2 separate regions of the Gossypium hirsutum genome follow, and region 2 is linked to region 1. Evidence: chromatin contacts called from public Hi-C data. All regions are on one chromosome and are shown on one strand. Each heading gives the region's core, a stretch centred on a gene start, on an enhancer-like site or on the middle of the called end of the contact. The rest is flanking DNA. Distances are from core to core; before and after follow the strand shown. Region 1 holds the start of LOC107946959. Region 2 holds the start of LOC107893960 (GDSL esterase/lipase At4g10955).

Evidence for each region. Hi-C and Micro-C count contacts between places; a contact is called where the count stands out from the background.
Region 2: a Hi-C map of leaf shows a contact between it and region 1, with 2.6 times the contacts expected there. The contact joins the promoter of LOC107893960 here to the promoter of LOC107946959 in region 1. A contact is called at or near these places in 7 of 34 Hi-C or Micro-C datasets (callus, leaf and seedling).

What each region holds. Positions count from the first base shown.
Region 1 is chrA08:79,846,975-79,851,370 of Gossypium_hirsutum_v2.1, reverse strand. It overlaps LOC107946959, which reads left to right and starts at 2,890. Exons shown (of 15, transcript XM_016881473.2): 1 at 2,890-3,044; 2 at 3,303-3,416; 3 at 3,660-3,745. The coding sequence starts at 3,348.
Region 2 is chrA08:79,988,383-79,992,157 of Gossypium_hirsutum_v2.1, reverse strand. LOC107893960 (GDSL esterase/lipase At4g10955) reads left to right here and starts at 1,794. Exons shown (of 3, transcript XM_016819121.2): 1 at 1,794-2,105; 2 at 3,135-3,244; 3 at 3,362-3,775. The coding sequence starts at 3,183. It overlaps LOC107893959 (dynamin-related protein 5A), which reads left to right. Exons shown (of 16, transcript XM_016819120.2): 13 at 509-559; 14 at 702-930; 15 at 1,021-1,160; 16 at 1,249-1,617. The coding sequence ends at 1,377.

The sequences.
Region 1 (4,396 bases), core at 1,641-4,140:
CTCACCTCAATTACTTACCATACACAAACAACTTAATATGCAAAATTCACAATTTAGTTCAGATTATAGAAACATAAACCGTATATTCTGAGCTACTCAACGTCGATTTTGTCTTTTCCTTTCTTACTCGAGGATTCCAAGACAACATTCGCTATGGAATAAAATAATTACAATATATTAATAAGATACCACTCAATTCACAAGAATTTCAATTTTTCTATTATATTTTGTTTATTCTTGAATTTAGTCCCTAAATTGAGACTAATTTTAATCTCCATATTTAACATCAAAATTTTATACTAATTTCACTCTAAGCTAAATTTAGCTCCCTATTTTTAATACTCCTTAATTTTGAATTTTTCACAATTTAGTCCTTATTGCTCAAAATTAACATTTAACTCCACAATTTAGTCATTTTTCAATTCTAACTTAAAAATTGTCAATATAATCCCAAAAATTCTAACTAATCAACAATGTTAACATCTTAAATCTTGAACAATACTAAAAATTGTAACTTGGGTTGACAAGTTCTAAGTACCGGGATTCAAAAAACATAAAAATTACAAAAAAAAGAACTAAATTGACTAACCAATTGAAGCTTGAATGTTTTAAAAACCCTTATGGCTGTCCAAGTTCCTTTGCTTCTCCCTAATTTCGAAATTGCATGTAAAAGAGAATTAAAACATTCTCTTTCATGCCACTTTCCATTATAATTCTTTTCATTTTGTTTTCATTTTATTTATTATTATAACATAAGTTTTATTAAGTTAACATAATATATAATATATATCATAAATGCTACATTATGACCAAAGAAACATTGGTAGAATTATTACTTTAGTCTTTTTAATTAATTTCAATCTATAATTCAACTTTTGACTCTTTCACTATTTGGTCTGTATACCTTAATAACTCTTAGTTCAAGAAAATTGTTTACTAAAAATTTAATTTGCCTCTAAAATGACTCCGTAAATATTTAATAAAAATATTTATAGGTCCAATTTGTAGAAACAGTGTCCCGAAAATACACTTTTTCGACACCCCTAACTATTGGGTCGTTGCAATTAAGTTGCATATGTTATATGATGGAATGTTATATACATATATGATTGTGTTATAAGTTCATGATATGATTTTGAACTAACCCATTTGATACATTGGTTGAAATTCTTATGGAAGTGTAAGGTTGCCAAAGATGCCATATTAGATATCATTGTATGACAATTGTAAAAATTGTTGTAGTGTTAAGGTAAGTTAAGTAAATTTAATATGGACTTACTAAGCATTCAAAATCTTACCCATTATCTCCTTTTTCGTTGTAGATCGTCAGTTTACGGAACATGTCTTAAGTAAATTTAATATGGACTTACTAAGCATTCAAAATCTTACCCATTATCTCCTTTTTCGTTGTAGATCGTCAGTTTACGGAACATGTCGATTGGACCATCACAAAGCTCACACTATCCTATCAATGTTTCAATAGTCTTTTGCTCGTTTTAATTTCGATTATGTGGCATGTACATAGGTAGTAAAAGTGAGTCAACTTGTAACTACATGCTTGGTTTGAATTTGGACTAGTATATATATTATGAAATGATAATGCTTACATTTGTATTAAAGCATGATTTGGTCATGTTATGTTAATATATATACATAGTGTTTTAATGGTTTGTTTAAATGTGCTAATGGTAAGAATTGAACTTAGAAATAACATCGTTGGTATGTGATTTGAATGGCTTGGAAGAAGAAAGACTAGTTTGTGTTTTAAACAAGTTGTTGGATTGAATTATTATCAAAGATGTTTTGAATTGGTAATGGCTATATGCATTGATTGGTATGTATTTTGGAGTATTTTGTGTAGGTATGATGTGTGGTTAAGTGCACCATCTTAACCAATTTTGGTTTTGGCATGAAAAGGGACCAAATGATAGTTTTTGTCACATTTTCTTTAAGGTATTGATACCCTAGTAAGAGTATCAATGCCTAGTATTTTCAATCGGTTTTACAAACAAATAGAAGGTCAATTTGGTATCAAGAATAAGGTAAGGTATCGTAACTATAAGGAAATTTCGGTACATTGATCCAAGTATCGATACCTTATGATTTTAACTTGATTTTATGAAACATCAAAGCTTAATTTGGTATCGGTAATTTTCTAAAATTACAATTTAATCCTTTTTGCCACATTTCCACATCCATAATATCTTTCTTTGATTTTCATCTCTAATATCATTTTTTATTTCATAAAAATTCTTTATTTGACTCATTTTCTAATTTTCTTAAAAATTTACTATATTTGATTCTAAAATAGTGTTTTATGTCTTATAGAAACTCTTAGGGTGTTATAAGGAGAGGATTGTACCAACTGACTATAAAAGCAGATTCTTTTTTAATTCTTTAAATGAATGTTTACCTTTTAGTTTTAATAATAAAGAGAATGTAACAACCGATAACTGTAACATGGAATAGGGAATTTTATTTGGAATTATAACATAGAAAATATGTACAATAAACTCTTAATGCAGTAATAAAAGTATTATATTGTAAACATGAGAGCTTGGATTCGATCTAAGAAAAAAGAAAAAAAAATAGTTTTAACTTTATTTAGGACCTATATTTGACATTTATTGGGAGACGAATGCAGAGACTATTGTTGACAAGTTTCTTTAGCTGTTTAAGGTCACTCATTACTTCCTCATATTACCCAAAAAAAAAATCCTATTTTAATTCTACTTCTAGAAAGAAGAAAAAAATAATGGGCCAAAAAGAAGACAATCATTTTCATTTATTTATTAACTTGGGATAGCCCAAATATTGGGCTTTAGTTGCCCCATATCAAAGCCCAAGATACATATTAGGCTTTAAGGCAGCATATTAAGCTCCTGAGTTATGCCAGGGTCGAAACGTTTTCAATTTTCGAAACCCGCAGTTATGAAGATACCCTTTCTTGATCCTCATCACATCTTTCACTTCAGCGATACAGACACGAGAAAGGGAATGGCGGACTCTTCTTTCATTTGCTTTTAATCTTTTCGCTTTAAAAGGTAACTAATCTTTCTGAATCCTCCCATTTTTCATATCTCTCTCTCTTTTTTTATTTCTATTTTTTTATTTAATTACTGAATTGACCTCTTAAACTTCTTTGAAAATCCCTATTTCTGTGAGGTTAGCAACTTAATCAAGTTTTTGAATAACATCGATATATGCATACCTAGACGATCCTAAGTATGCATGTATCTTTGATCATTTGATTTTTTATATGATTTTGATATTTTACTGGGTTTTTGTTGTTATTCTTGTAGGTTTTCATTTATTCTTGACAGGTTTGTAATTTTGAAAAGATAAAAATGGATGTGGATTTGGTTGCAAGTGAAATTTTGGAGGAGGATACTATTCCAGTTATTGATCAAAACAATGTAAGCTTCTAGTTAAATGATTATTCGGATTATTATTATTTCGGTTATTTCATTTCATTTTACTGTATTCTTTATTTTGTTTTCAATTTTATCCTAGTTTCATTGATTTTTGTAGCTGAAAGTTGAAAAACTCTAGTGTTAGATGCGTGGAAAAAGTATTCAAATACTTGCACTGGTTTATGATAGTTGTTTGATTTAGAGTCTTGAATGTGTGTGTTCTTTTCTTTTTCCTTTTAAATGCAGGATCTTTCTAATTTCGATGGCGGAAGATGCGGGATATGCATGGATATTATTATTGACAGGGGGGTTCTTGATTGCTGTCAACACTGGTATTTTTCTGCATACTGTTTCTAGTTATTCCTATTTTCATCTTTACCCCCTGCAGCATCTTTAATTAGAAGCAAAGCTCCTTTTCTTTATGGCGCTAGTAGTGTGGGTAGGCATCTAGTTTTCTCTTGGGGGTGTTTGGTTTGCCGCTTAACATACATTCCAGACTAAGGTGTTTGGATTTCAACATTCTGGCCATCCCGTAATAGTATAGGGTGTTATGGCCTCTTTCTTAGTAATCTGATATTCCGGGCGAAATCTGAATTTAGGACAAAATTACTTCTCTTTTCATTATATTTATCAATATAGTCCTTTTTATAATATTTTAAGACAAAAACCAAAATATCTCTTCTTTTTTCTTCTCTTTTAAGTTTGAAAACTAAAATTGATGCAGATACTCTATTTTGTATATTTGTATGGATATTTTTTGACAAAGCCTGCCTTAATATACTACTTTTCTTACAAGGCAAAAGAAGAAAACTATGTTCTTTATCGACCATGAAATAACTTTAAGAATGGATTTTTCATACGTAAATACAAGATTTGTGAGTATATAAACTGTAGGGTTTTCCTTGTTTGAAAAAAAGAGTTAAAGAATTTGGTTATGGTCAGTGTTTCATGTACTTAAGAATGTCTGCAACAAGTAAGCACAC
Region 2 (3,775 bases), core at 545-3,044, 140 kb before region 1:
CAATTTGACTTGTAAATATTATTCTGGTTTTCCTCTCTTTTCTCTTAGCATTATTTGTTTTGGCCAGATCCTTAGCATCATTGGTCTCTTCATGCAAAAATTTTCGAAGATTGATATTTTCTTCTATTTATTTCTTAATCTAAAAATTTCAATCAATGTTCGTAAGGTTGCTGTTGTGTATCCCTTTCTGATTAATCATGTTTACCATTCTTTCACACCATAGCCATTTTTTTCTTAGAAATCTTTAGACATTAGGAGGGATTACTTTTTCTTATCCTGGGTGAGAAGGATCATGACTGAACTTTTTTTTCCTCTTTTGGGGAAGGAAGTGTAGGGGGGACCTCTTCATTGAAATCCGCATAAATTGCTCCATAAGTCTACCTTATACATAAATCATATGGCGCATAACTGTTTTATAAACAGAAACGGCATATTTTCGCATAAAACTTTTATTTATCCAGTGCATCATGCTTCAGATTGGGTTGATTTCCTTTATCACACTTTTCAGGTTCATTCCATTTTGAAGGATCTGGTTCACAAGGCTATCGGTGAGACTCCAGTATGTTCCCTTCTTTGCTTATCTTATTTATGTCTCAAGAGAAATCATGCCTATTGGATGATTATAAGTCATACCATTAACCTTACTTTTGTTTGTTATCTATTGCCCTTGAGTTTATATTTCAACTTGGTTTGGTTTTCAGGAATTAAAGCAGTACCCTGGTCTCCGAGTAGAGGTTGGAAATGCTGCAATCGAGTCTCTTGACAGAATGAGGGATCAGAGCAAGAAAGCAGCGCTTCAACTGGTTGATATGGAATGTTGTTACCTTACAGTTGAATTCTTCCGAAAGCTTCCTCAAGATGTCGAGAAAGGTGGCAACCCTACGCAATCAATATTTGACAGATATCATGAAACATACCTGAGGAGAATAGGTAGGTTCCTGAAAAAAAGAAAAAGGTTTCTTGAATGATAGATCTTAATCATTTAACAGATAATGGGTTTGACCAATGATATATGGGCAGGAACAACTATTTTGTCCTATGTTAACATGGTTTGCGCCACTTTGCGCCACTCGATTCCAAAGTCCATTGTTTACTGTCAAGTCCGTGAAGCTAAAAGAAGCCTGCTTGACTTCTTCTACACTGAGTTGGGTAAACTGGAGGTAAGAATTGTTGCTCTCTTAGCATCTCCTTATGAACTCTGGGGACAATAGATGATTAGTGTGATTGACTTGGGAAAAATTCTTGTAGCAAAAACGATTGTCGGCATTGTTGAATGAGGATCCAGCAGTCATGGAGCGACGCAGTGCTCTCGCAAAGAGGCTGGAATTATACCGTAGTGCTCAAGCAGAAATTGATACAGTTGCTTGGTCCAAGTAGGGTGGCGAAATTGTTTTTGATTGGGCAGGCAAAACATAATTCATTCTTTCATTTATGATATGTATGAGCAGGGAGTCGTCACCTAGGGGAGGGTTGTTTTTTTTCTTCTTTTTTAATGTATTTCATTTCTTAACGGCAGTTAAATGTAGTCATAGTTTTACCATCATCATTGTGAGAGCAATATCATTTGTTGCGTATGCTACATTTTTATGAAAATATATAATATAGAAATGTTTGCTACATCTTGTCTTGCCACTATCTTAAATATATCATTTCGAAAGGTAATTTTGTTTTAATGAAAAATTATAATTCTGGTAGATTTTCTACAATTATAATTTTTTTTTAAAAGTTTGTTTTAGGTCATTCGGCTAATCAAACTATATATTACAATATAAGAGCCTAAATATCAATGAAGTCACATGAAATCGGGATATTATATTATTTGTATTATTGTTATACACGATCCTTTCTCGACAAAAAAAAAACCTACAGTAATTGTAGGTCCACATTCCCTGGGGCTTATGTCGATGGGCCGGCGACGTTTTAATAAAATAGTGAACATGGTACGAGATCTATTTGCTATTGCTGGTGTTGGAAGAAAGAGATTTTAACGATGCTTAATGTCCTGTGTCGCCAACCAACTGCTTCAAAATATTAAAAGCTATCATCACAAATATCATACATACGGCTCCCAGATCTGCTCTTACCTCTCAATTCCAGTATAAAAGGTAACCGTCTTTCCTTCAATTTTTCCCCATTACTGCTATCTGATTTCTGAATCAGAACAGCATTTGGTTATTCTATTGTTTTAACCATTTTATCTCGATGGGTTCGTCTCGATCTACTTTATCTTTCTTTTACGCTGTTTGTTTTTGGGACTTAATGTAGTTGTTCAAGTAATGTAGATGGAAAACTTGAAAATAATAAAGTGCATTGATTGATGGTGTTTTTCAGCCATTTTCTGTTGTTGGTTTTGCTCTTCAATCAGTTCATTTCTTGATTCTGTTGAATTGCTGATGCATTTTTTTGGGGGGGTTTTATTGCTTGTCATTATGTCTCATAGGCTATAGAGATGTTGATGGATCTACACCAAATTTTTTTATGATGCGTAGAAATTAGATTAAAAATTTTGCATTAGGATTACCCGGGGGGGGGTACTCCATATGAAGTCATTTAATGTATATAATAAGATTGATCCTTCTTTTCTTATATGGTTTTGAATCTTGGATCACTTTTTTTCTGGGTTTGTTTTAATAATTTCTTATATTTGGCTGCAATCAGCGCCAGAAGGCTACAAACTGTAAAAGACAAAAGCGAAATCATACTTAAATATTCCAAAAAACTTGCAGTGAGAGTTAAAGCACGAGATTCTGTGGTATTTAATCTATATGATGGTCATCAGACCTTGGATTTTGCAGTTCTCTGAGTGTTACTTAGTCACCACGGGCTGGCTTTGAGCAAATGTTTCAGTAAAAACTTAGTTCAGATACTGCTAGTTTTTTCTGCCAGACCGAATGTAGTAAATTGTTCTTGGAACTTATCTAGGTGCTCAAAAGATGGTTTGGTACCAACCTAGTTTAGATGATTCTAAATAGGCGTTTGAAAAATGTTGGAATCGGATAGTTTTTGAAGCTTAGGAACATTGCATGTACTTGTTGATGTTAGCTTTGCCCTGATAAATGCATCCTATTGAGCACATATTTAGATTATATCTTCTATTACGTAGGAAGTAATTTATGTTTCACTTGTGCATACAGGTAAGGGTTTCTAAAATATCAACGAGAAAAAAAACCGTGAATACTGTGATGGCCTCTGAGAGGGAAGTTTTTGGTCTTTCGGGTCCATTACACCTAACCAATATTGATTGGTAAGATCCATGTTGTCAATTTCCATATATGTATTGTTAGAAGTTGTGGATCTTTGAATCAGTTTTAATCTTAGAAGGTGAATAATGTGTAATATTCTGAAATGTTTTTTGGCACAGGAATAATGCACATCATCGAAGGTCAGTAGCAGCCAGTTTGGTTGAGGGTGTGTATATCTTGGAGCGAGACCGTCAGGAAAAACGTGAAGGTTCTCAAGCATTGGCTCCTCCCTGGTGGGAGTTCTTTCATTTTAAGTTGGTTCGTAAGCTGATTGATGATGTTGATTTTTGCATCTTTGGTGCTATTTACGAGTATAAACCTCCATCGTCTCATTGTAATGACTCAATAGTCTCAATTGATGGAAATCCCCGCTATGTGATTGCGTTCCGAGGTACCATAACTAAACCAGACTCCTTCACAAGAGACTTTGAGTTGGATATCCACATAATGCGAAATGGACTCCACCAGACATCCCGCTTCGAGATTGGCATGCAAGCTGTTCGAAACATGGTTGCTACTGTAGGTGCTTCGAA